Linked DNA regions of Mus musculus: region 2 is linked to region 1. A link is a contact called in public HiChIP or PLAC-seq data. All regions are on one chromosome and are shown on one strand. The core of a region is the stretch at or near the end of the contact, and the rest is flanking DNA. Distances in the headings are between cores, read along the strand shown.

The links. HiChIP or PLAC-seq counts read pairs in DNA pulled down with a chosen protein or histone mark.
Region 2: an H3K4me3 HiChIP or PLAC-seq map of intestinal villus epithelium shows a contact between it and region 1, with 15 read pairs. The contact joins the promoter of Litaf here to the enhancer-like site in region 1. A contact is called at or near these places in 2 of 39 promoter capture datasets (macrophages and neural stem cells), 3 of 15 datasets of contacts at CTCF or cohesin (CD8 T cells, the NIH/3T3 cell line and embryonic stem cells), 16 of 484 Hi-C or Micro-C datasets (CD8 T cells, the HL-1 cell line, Sertoli cells and 8 more), 17 of 115 datasets of contacts at active chromatin or transcription factors (CD8 T cells, the HPC-7 cell line, bone marrow-derived macrophages and 9 more) and 3 of 9 other capture datasets (adipose tissue, liver and pancreatic islet).

What each region holds. Positions count from the first base shown.
Region 1 is chr16:10,949,304-10,954,030 of GRCm38.p6, forward strand. No RefSeq gene overlaps it. Among named protein-coding and RNA genes, the nearest start is that of Gm21859, 37 kb to the left of the region's middle. Within about 2 kb of position 2,993, at least 16 of the 459 cell types and tissues checked have an H3K27ac peak or open chromatin away from gene starts, as enhancers often do. A contact at or near this core is called in cortical glia, intestinal villus epithelium and liver, where this site is marked.
Region 2 is chr16:10,991,339-10,996,105 of GRCm38.p6, forward strand. It overlaps Litaf (LPS-induced TN factor), which reads right to left and starts at 1,783. Exons shown (of 4, transcript NM_019980.2): 1 at 1,708-1,783.

The DNA.
Region 1 (4,727 bases), core at 1,743-4,242:
AGGGGGAGCCCAGATCGGGCTGGCTAGTCTATGGGCTAGCCCAAAGTAGTGAATTTCAGATTTAATAAGAAACTCAGTTTCATAAGCTAAGGGGTCTGGGAAGAGTCCAGATTCCTGCACCATGTTGGGCAGATCACAATTGCCTGTAACTCTAGCTTCAGGAGATCAAAGCCCTCTTCTGGCCACTGTGGTCATGTACACACACACACACACACACACACACACACACACACACACACAAATAAAAATGTAAAAAGAGCCAGATATAAGGACATAAGTCCATATGTGCACGTGTGCATGCACACACAGACATACACACACAGAGAAATGCAGTGCACAATACTTCAGCATTGCCACAGCCTTGTGCATCTATCACACAGGCAGGTTTAAATTGCTTTGAAAGGAAACCTTAAGATCTTTAATCCAGAGCCTCTGGCCTCTGGCCCTGGCCACCATTTTTATTTTTATGGGTGTGTCCTTTGGATATTTCACACAAGCAGTGTGGCATATGGTCTTTTGTATATGCCTTCCTTTTCAAACAGGTGGTGTTCCCATCCCAAACATTGTTACTGTCCAGAGCCCTGATCCACAAGGCTGAAATCACAGCTTCTGGGGCCTATGGTGCTTGCCATGGTGACTTCAGGGAGAGGTAGAAAGCTGAGTCCCAGAAGGTTGTCTGAAGGGTGGCATGCCTAGTGGGGACACAAAATGCACCTACAGGTGACATGCACACTGAAACAGTGCTGGCCAGGGAGTGCCGGGCAGTTTCTTGTGGCCTCCAAGAACAGATCCTAACAGTAATAATAAGAACACTGTCCCCAGGAAGCTGTAGCTAGCACTGATAAAACCCTCACATGGAGCAATTCCATCAGTGCCTCAGCCATGCCCCCCCCCCCAGGTGGAGCAGGCCTCAGAGAGAGTAGGTAAGTCACTCCCCCAACCTCACACAGCTTCTGAGGGTTTTAATCTACTCTAGCTGAAGAGGCCTTGCTCTTTTAACCCTGGTGGCTTTCCTCGGCCCATCTCCACCTTCTCCCCTGGGAGAGTCTATCTCAGCCTATAGTCTGGATTCTCCCCATCCAGAGTCAGGAGAGTGAGCCAAAGCCTACCATCTCTGCTGTGTGGGCTCCAGGCAACACAGAAATGTTGACAGAGTGGGCATTCTACAAACCGGTGCCTACGCCCCACCGCAGCAACAGAATCACCAGGGTGGCCCCTCCTCCCGTCCTCCCAGCCATTGGTAGCTCATGGTTCTGCAGTCATTCCAGAACAAGAAAGGAGCTCCACACCCGGCCTCATCGCTTCACGTTTATAGTATTACAGGGCCAAACCTTGGTCAGCTGGCCATGGAGCCAGGATAAGGGACAGCATTCATGCAGACAAGCACCTGATGCAGACCCTGCCCCCACTTCCTATTCCCACGCCTACACTCCTGGCGCTAACGTGACGTCACTTCCTCTCACTGCACAATGACCAGAGCATGAGCCAGGCCTACTGCACATAGGCCGGGACTATTGGGTCAGAAGCCTACATCCTTCTAAGAATTTATTTTCTCTGTTCTGGAGACAGAAGCCAGGGCCTTGCCCGTGTGAGCTAAGTGCTCACTGCACACCTATAGCACTTGTTTCTTGTTTGATACTGTTTCACACTGATTTTATTTTTGTGTTTCTTTTTAAAGATTGCTATTTTGTATGTGTATGTTCCTGAGTACACTTATGTGAAACAGCCAAATACACATATGTACAATACATGTGTGGGTACCTGCAGAGCACAGAAATTAGTGCCAAATCTCCTGGAGCTGTAGTTTTGGGCAATTGTGAGCCACCCAGAGTTGGTGCTGGGAACCACACCCTGCCCCTCTGTAAGGGCAGTGAGCGCTTCTGACTGTGAGCCATCTCCCCACCACCTGCTCCCACCCCCAGCTTTGCTATTATGTTTTGATTTTCACTTTTTCCCAAGACCATATCCTTGTTCACAATTTTAGGTTTATAGAAAAAAAAATGAAAGAAAGCCAGGGGTGTCCCGTCCTTCTGTTTCATGCCTTCAGCCTGCCCACACTCCACAGCCCACACCATGGAGCTCCAGCTGCTAGGAGTCTTGGACCCACCAGTGGCTCAAGTGGCTCACAAGAAGGTTGCTTCTGAACATGATGGTGCAAGCCTACTATCTCAGACTCAAGAGGCTGAGGCAGGAGGATCAAAATTTCCCTGGAGATATTTTCTGTGTCTCAGAAAAGCAAAAACAAGAGGTGGGTTGTGTGTGTGTGTGTGTGTGTGTGTGTGTGTGTTATGTAGCCCAGGCTGACCCAGAAAGTCTGATCCTCCTGCCCTCCATGCCCCAAGTGCTAGGTGAACTGCTCAGATAGTGCTGGGAATTAAGCTCAACGACTCCCTCCCACTAGGCAACACCCTGCCCACTGAGTCAGGTCCCCAGCATTCCTGTGCAGAGCCAGGGACATCCCATGGGAAAGGTCACCAGCAGAGGGCCCTCGAGCTGCGGGAGCCTGGTGGGCCTGCCTTATGAAATGCTGCTTGTCTGTTATCTTTGGGAAGAAAGGAGCAGGAAGGCTCTGTCCCTTTTCCATTGACTGTTCAATGAACTGTATGACCTTTGAAAACCTGCTTTCTTTCTTCCTTTCTTTCTTTTTTTTTTCCTCTTTCTCTTTCCTTTTCTTTTCTTTTCTCTCCTTTTCTTTTTGAGACAGGGTTTCTCTACAACACAGCCCTGCTGTCCTAGGGCTGACTCTGTAAACCAGACTGGCCCCAAACCCACAGAGATGCCTTTGCCTCTGCCTCCCAAGTACTGGGATTAAAGGTGTGCACAGTCACTGCCTGTCAAAAACAAGTTTCATGATCTCTTTGTGTTTATTCATTCACAGGCAAAAACCAAAGGGCTGAAAATGATAAGCGAAGTGTTTCCTCCCTGTGTTCAATGGAGAACAAAGGCCAGAGAGGAGTCAGAAGCAGGAGCTGTCACGTGAGGAGCCTAGCATGGCCCAGACTCTGGAGACAGATGGTGCAGTCAGCAGACACAGTAGACCAGCAAGCACCCTGCTCACAGGAGAGGGCAGAGATTTACACAAAAGCAATACAACTCATAGCAAGCAACTATGTGCTCCTCTACAGGCATACAACTATCTTAGGTACCAGCATGTCACTTGTAAGCATTTACCCACAAGAGGAGAAAGCACACAAGGGGCCAGCCAAATGACCCAGCTTGTAAAGGTGCTTGCCACCAAACCTGATGACCTGAGTTCAGTCCGCAGGACCCACACGATGGAAGGAAAGAAGTGGCTCGTACTCTGTCTAAGCCTCTATATGTACACCATGGTACATGTGCGCCTACACAGTCACACACCCAATAAATGAACGGGGGCGGGGGGGAAGACACACAACTTCATTCTGTATGGATGTCCACAGCTGCTTTTTTTTTTACTCAGAGTTAGAAACAACACAAACAGCCCTCAAAAAGAACCTAGATAGACAGGTTGGGTAATCCATGAAGTGGAATACTATACAACAATAAAAAGGTGCAAGGTCTAAGGATTGACATCATAGTCCACAATCTCAGGAAGGGAGGGCTCACCTGGACATGTATCAGTAACTTAACTCTGAGCATTGCAGTATTTACCTCTGTTAATTAAGTAAGGAGACTTGCCAAACAGCTGCAGTGTGTAGCCAGCCCACACTGTCCTAACTACTGCTCTGATGTGGGGTGCTGGGAAAACTCTTAATGACAGGCTGACACCCACAAACATACCAGTGAACCCTTACTCATTGCCAGCTGATAGACTTTCCCAATCAGAGGTCAGGTTCCTGATCCTGCTGGAACCAAGGCCTCAGGCCAGCTGAGAGACGGCAGCAGGCAGGAAGGCAAACTCACAGCCCATGACTCCTCACTGCAAGGTGGGCTGGAGAAGCTCCGCCTCCTCTTCCGTCTCTATGGGACACTTCCAGGTGCCCAGTACTCCTGGTGTTGCGGGCTCTCCATGTTACATGGGGAGGGGGTCTAGGCATGGACAGTCACCAAGTGCTGAATGCAAGCCAGGAGAAAGGCATAGAAAAATCCCTCCTCCTTCCTCCCATAAAAAGTTCTCCGCAGGGGCACATACATGAAGAGGATGCGCTGCTTAAGACTCCTGTTTCCTTCCTAATGCTAAGTCTTTCAAAAGAGCTTGAACTGCCAGCCTGATCCTTGGCTGTCTTTCACTGTCCCAGGCTATGCACTCTGACCTCAAGAAGCCACTGGCACTGTGTACTCAAGCTCAGAAAGCAGCACATGGTTTCTATCCAAAGCCCCACTGTCCTTCCCCAGGAGTGGGCTCTGGACCAGAACACTCCGGTCGGGGCTCCCACCAGGTCCCTGGATGGGCGTGTGTACAGCACATGTGTCGGCACAGCCACACTGGGTAGTTTGGCAAGCTCATTTATTTTGGAGGGCTCTCTTTTGGTTTTGAGATGGGGGGTCTCACTACAGGTCAGGCTAGCCTGAAAATCCTGATCTTTCTGCCTCCACCTCTGATGTTCAGGAATGATAGGTGTGCCTCACCAAGCCCCACTTGATCAGCTTGTTAATGATAATTTCCATCTGCAAATGCGCCCGCCCACCCACCATCACCCAGAATTTCAAAAGAATATAAGAAGGGCACTAAGCTATGTCGGATCAGGTGTAGTCGATGCTGCTTGCCTAGCGTGCGTGAAGTTCTGGGTTCTGTGCCCAGCACTAGA
Region 2 (4,767 bases), core at 533-3,032, 41 kb after region 1:
TTCTGAGCTAAGCTCTGAACTTTTCAACAGCACGCCTGCTTTTCGCCCATAGCATAAGCCACTTAGGGCCAGGAGCCATTTTTTCAGCATTTTCAAAGGACAAGGGGTAGCCCTTTCCCCTCCTACGGCCAGGCCATAAAAGTATTGATGGACAAAGGAATGTATCCGCCAAAGGAAGGGAGCTACTATCTAGGGAGTCTAGTATCTTAGAGACTCAAGACACTGGGTGGATCTGATACCAATCACTGTGTCACTTGATTCAGTAAACTATCATAAGGATATTTTTTCAGGCAGGAATAAAACCATTCATTATTAATGCCTTTAGTGGAATAGGAAGGAGGACAATGGGCCTCTCCCACAGTAAGTAGATCTACAACAAATATTTCTGAGCTGGCCTGAACACCTTTAGAAGGCAGAACAAGGATTGGCTGAGAAGATGAAGTATGGGTGTTATTCTAGGTCAGGCAAGGCAAGCGACACACCCTCTGGATCCTGATCCAACTGATAAAGCCAATCGCTGGAGGAATTAGTGATACCACTCAGCTCCTTTCTCTCTGCATTAGTTCTACTTTAAAAGAGCCAATCTGAGAAGGCTGGAGCGGAGGGCAGAAGAGGAGGCAAGCACCTAGTGGTAGAAATGATTTTCCTTCAAAGGACTCCAATATGGAGTCCAGGAGTCCCTGAACCAGCTTCAGCTCACTCAGGGGAGGACGGTTTAATTCAGAAAAGGCTGGAGGAGCGGCTCAGTGGCACAACCCTGTAATTTCAACACTGTGGAGGCAGAAAAGTCCAGGACCAGCCTCAGCTACATATGGAGTTGGGATGCTAGCCTGGACTATCTAAGACCGTCTCAAAACAGCAAAAAGGGGATGAGCTTAGAGAGCCCCGTGACTTCCACAAACTATTTCCCAATGACTACCGCTCAGTCCAACAGAGAATGACATCAGCTTCACTCTCCGGAAGCACAAACCCGACAAAGTATTAGGTAGGGAATGTCCAAACGACCCTTTCTAAAACACACCCATGCTCTCCTCACCTCTTCCTCTTAAACCTCAACGGAAAGCTGGGGGCACGATACCGAATGACGATCAAAAGCACCGTCTAGACCCACACGGACCTGGAAACCACTGGGAAGTAAGAACTGGGCTGGCAGGACAGGCGGGGGTCACGTCCTCCTTCGCCTGGGCTCTAGACTCCGCGATCCTGAAGTTCCCCTGCTCTCCGATACGCTCGCACCGGTCTGGGAACCCGTGTGAAACTCACAGGGATAAGAGCAAAAGACGCGTGGGCCCGGAACAGCTAAAGAGCATCTGGAAAGTTACTCTACTTTTTCTCTATTCGCTTTTGCTTTCAGAGTACACACAGGGGCGTTCTCCAAATCGCAACTTAGATACTAAAGGTTACTAGAGAAAGTCGCGCCTTTTCCTATAAGCCCGAGGGGCATCATTTGGTGAGGTTCGGACGGAAGCTGGGTAGTCCGAGACTGAGAACCAAACACAACCGCACTGCTGGGACCCCTCGCCCTCAATCCCGCCCAGAGCGCGCCACCCCGGGTCCCACGACATCCCTGCTCGCCCCCCAAGGAGAGCGCGGTGCCCCGGGACTCTAGGCAGGTGGCAAAGCCCGACCCTCGCCTCTGTTGCCGCCCCGTGCCCAGCGCCCCGAATCTGGTGTTCCCCACCGGGCACCCAGCAGGGCCGCACTCACCGCTGCCCGCGCCGCCAGTCGAGCCGGGAGGTCTGCTCTGGCCGCGCGCGCGGGCCGGGAGGGCTCCGGGGAGGCAGGGCGAGCCGGGGGCGGAGATGTTTCGGGGCGTGGCTTGCTGGAAAGGGCCAGATGGGGTGGGGTCTAGGAGGGGAGGAGTAACAGCCTTGAGGCAGGAGGAGTAGGGATGAAGCTACGACCTGAGTGGGCTGGCGAGAGGCGGGGCGCGCGGAGGCGGGGCCAAAAGGTCGGGCGGGAGGCGGACTCTGGAGCCGCGAGGCCTGGGAGAGGGAGGGGAGAGATTATTCTTTGTTTCTAACAGCCACAACTACACCTCCACCAAAGTCAAGGCATAAAGACAACCTACAGAATGGGAGACAACATTTGTATGTTATGTAGCTGATGAAAGTTTATAATTTGAATAAAATTATATGATGAACAGTACTGAGGGTAGAGGCGTATATTCAAGATCGGCCTGATCTAAAACAGTTCCAGGCAAGCTAAGGCTTTATAGTGAGACCAGTCTCAAAAAAACAAAAACTAGCCAGACTGCAGTTCAGCTGTTAGAGGGCTAACATTAGCATGCATGAAAACAGGGTTCATACCCAGCGGCCCATAAATGAGTATAGTGCCACAAGCCCAGCACATTTTACGGCTGAACAGTTTCTCAAAAAAAATGTGGCTAATCTGAGAGACATAGGAAGTTTGAAGCCAACCTCAGATACACAATGAGACCCTGTCTCAACTCATCCCACACATACAAAAAAAAAAAAACATTCTTACAACGTACATGTGTGGGGGGGGTGGGGGGGTGCACGCACACGTGAGCGCACACAAGCTCACAGTAGTGTTTCACTGTGTAGCCCCACCCGGCCTTGAATTCACAGAGATCTGCTTGCTTCTGTCTCCTTAGTGCTGAGGCTAAAAGTGTATGTTACCATGCATGGCTTACATTTTATCCCCTTGCTTTAATGTGAGCACAGTAGCAGACAGAAAAGGCTGCAGGAAGAAAAGGTTTATTTTGGGTCACAGTGTGAGAGGGTTTCAGTCCATCTCCGTGGGAAAGATTTGGCAAAGCTGTTGAGATTATGGCAGCTGAAGCTATGCCGATGCTACTCACATTACAGTAGACCAGGCTGGAGAAGAGGGAGTGATCAGAGACAAGGAATAGAGTTAACCTTCAATGGCCACCCTTAGCAGATAGGCCCTGCCTCCTAAATCCTCCTCTGTAATTTCGGTGCTGGGATGGGAGAGATAGGAAGATCCCTGTTGTTTGCTGGCAGCCAGACTACAGAACTGGAGAGCCTTGGTTCAATTGAGATTCTATACCAAAAAGTATAATGGAGCACACCTGGCAAAGGAAATACCATATTATGGTCATGTAATTGCTTTTCCCTGGGTGAGGCTTATCCATTGTATTCCTCACATGCTGTTCCTAGGGTTTCCCCAAACATGGGTACCTCAAATGCTTAATGTGTGGTATGGGACGAGTAGTTGGGATACAGACTGGGTTCAAGCTCTCCCTTAAATTTTTTTTAATTAAAAAAATAAACACAGAGAACAATTGAAAAAGTCATGTGACATTGGCCTCTGGCCTGTCTACACGCATCTGTGCATGTGTGCTTATGTGTAATAACGTTGGAAGGGAAGGGAAGAAATGCTCTCCCTGGTGCACTGCTGGTACACGTGAGAGGGTGCAGCTGCTGTTCTGATTCCAGGTGGCACACACAACTGAAAACAAGTGTTCCAACGTGTAAGTCTGTACAAGACTGCTGTGGGCCCTGCTGTTCACCAAAGCTGAAGAAAATAAAAACCCAAGTGGTCAACAGATCAGTGGATATGTAAAGTACCATATGTGTGTGCCAAAGAGTAAGAGGTATCCAAACCTAACAAAAGAATTTACTGTTGCTTGCCACCATGGCCCGGAGATCTTGGGAACACTGTGCAGGGTGAAAGAAGGCCGACACAATGACCATTTATCCTATGGTCTCATTTGCATCAAGTGCGCCCAGAGCAGGTAAATTCCTGGACAAAGCAGATTAGTGGCTGGTTGGTGCTAGAAAGATCGGGAGGAGCAGGGGAAGCCACCGCCAGGGATGTCAGAGTGGTGATGGGTGCACGGTGCCGAATGCTTAGAGTGGTGATGGGTGCACGGTGCCGAATGCTTAGAGTGGTGATGGGTGCACGGTGCCGAATGCTTAGAGTGGTGATGGGTGCACGGTGCCGAATGCTTAGAGTGGTGATGGGTGCACGGTGCCGAATGCTTAGAGTGGTGATGGGTGCACGGTGCCGAATGCTTAGAGTGGTGATGGGTGCACGGTGCCGAATGCTTAGAGTGGTGATGGGTGCACGGTGCTGAATGCTTAGAGTGGTGATGGGTGCACGGTGCCGAATGCTTAGGTGCCACTGATGGGGAGCTCAAAGACAGTTAAAAGGTTACATTTTATGCTATGTAAACTGACTCCTTTCTTCCTTTTTCTTTCTTCCTTCCTTCATTCCGTTCTTCTCTTCTTCACGAAAGGTATTGGTGTAGGCATCTGCTGCCACACCCAACTTTATCTCCATGTGTGTCGGTGCAGTGTTTGTATGTACATGAAAGCAAGTGTGTGTGTGTGTGTTTTGCTTATTTCTCTCTGTGTGTGTACACGAGTGTGAGTGCAGAAGCCAGAAGTTAACGGGGGGGGGGGGGGGGGGGGGGAATGAAGAACAATCAAAGAAGACACCTGATATTTTGAAACAGGTCTCTCAGAAACCCTGGAGCTGCTGTTTCAGCTCTGGTGGGTGGCTACCTTTCCCTCACTCCCTCTGTGGTTGGGCGTCCACATACCAGTTCTCATGGTCCAACAACAAGCACTTACCCATTAGACCACATCCCCAGCCTCTTAATTCTTTAAAAATCTAAATAAGGGGTTTAGACAAGAGGAGAGCAAGCAGGAAAGAGCTGGCACAAGCCCCTACCTCAGAAGTGCACTTAAAAAATTTATTTATTTATTTTATGTGAGTACACTGTAGCTGTCTTCAGACACACCAGAAGAGGGCATCAGATCCCATTACAGATGGTTG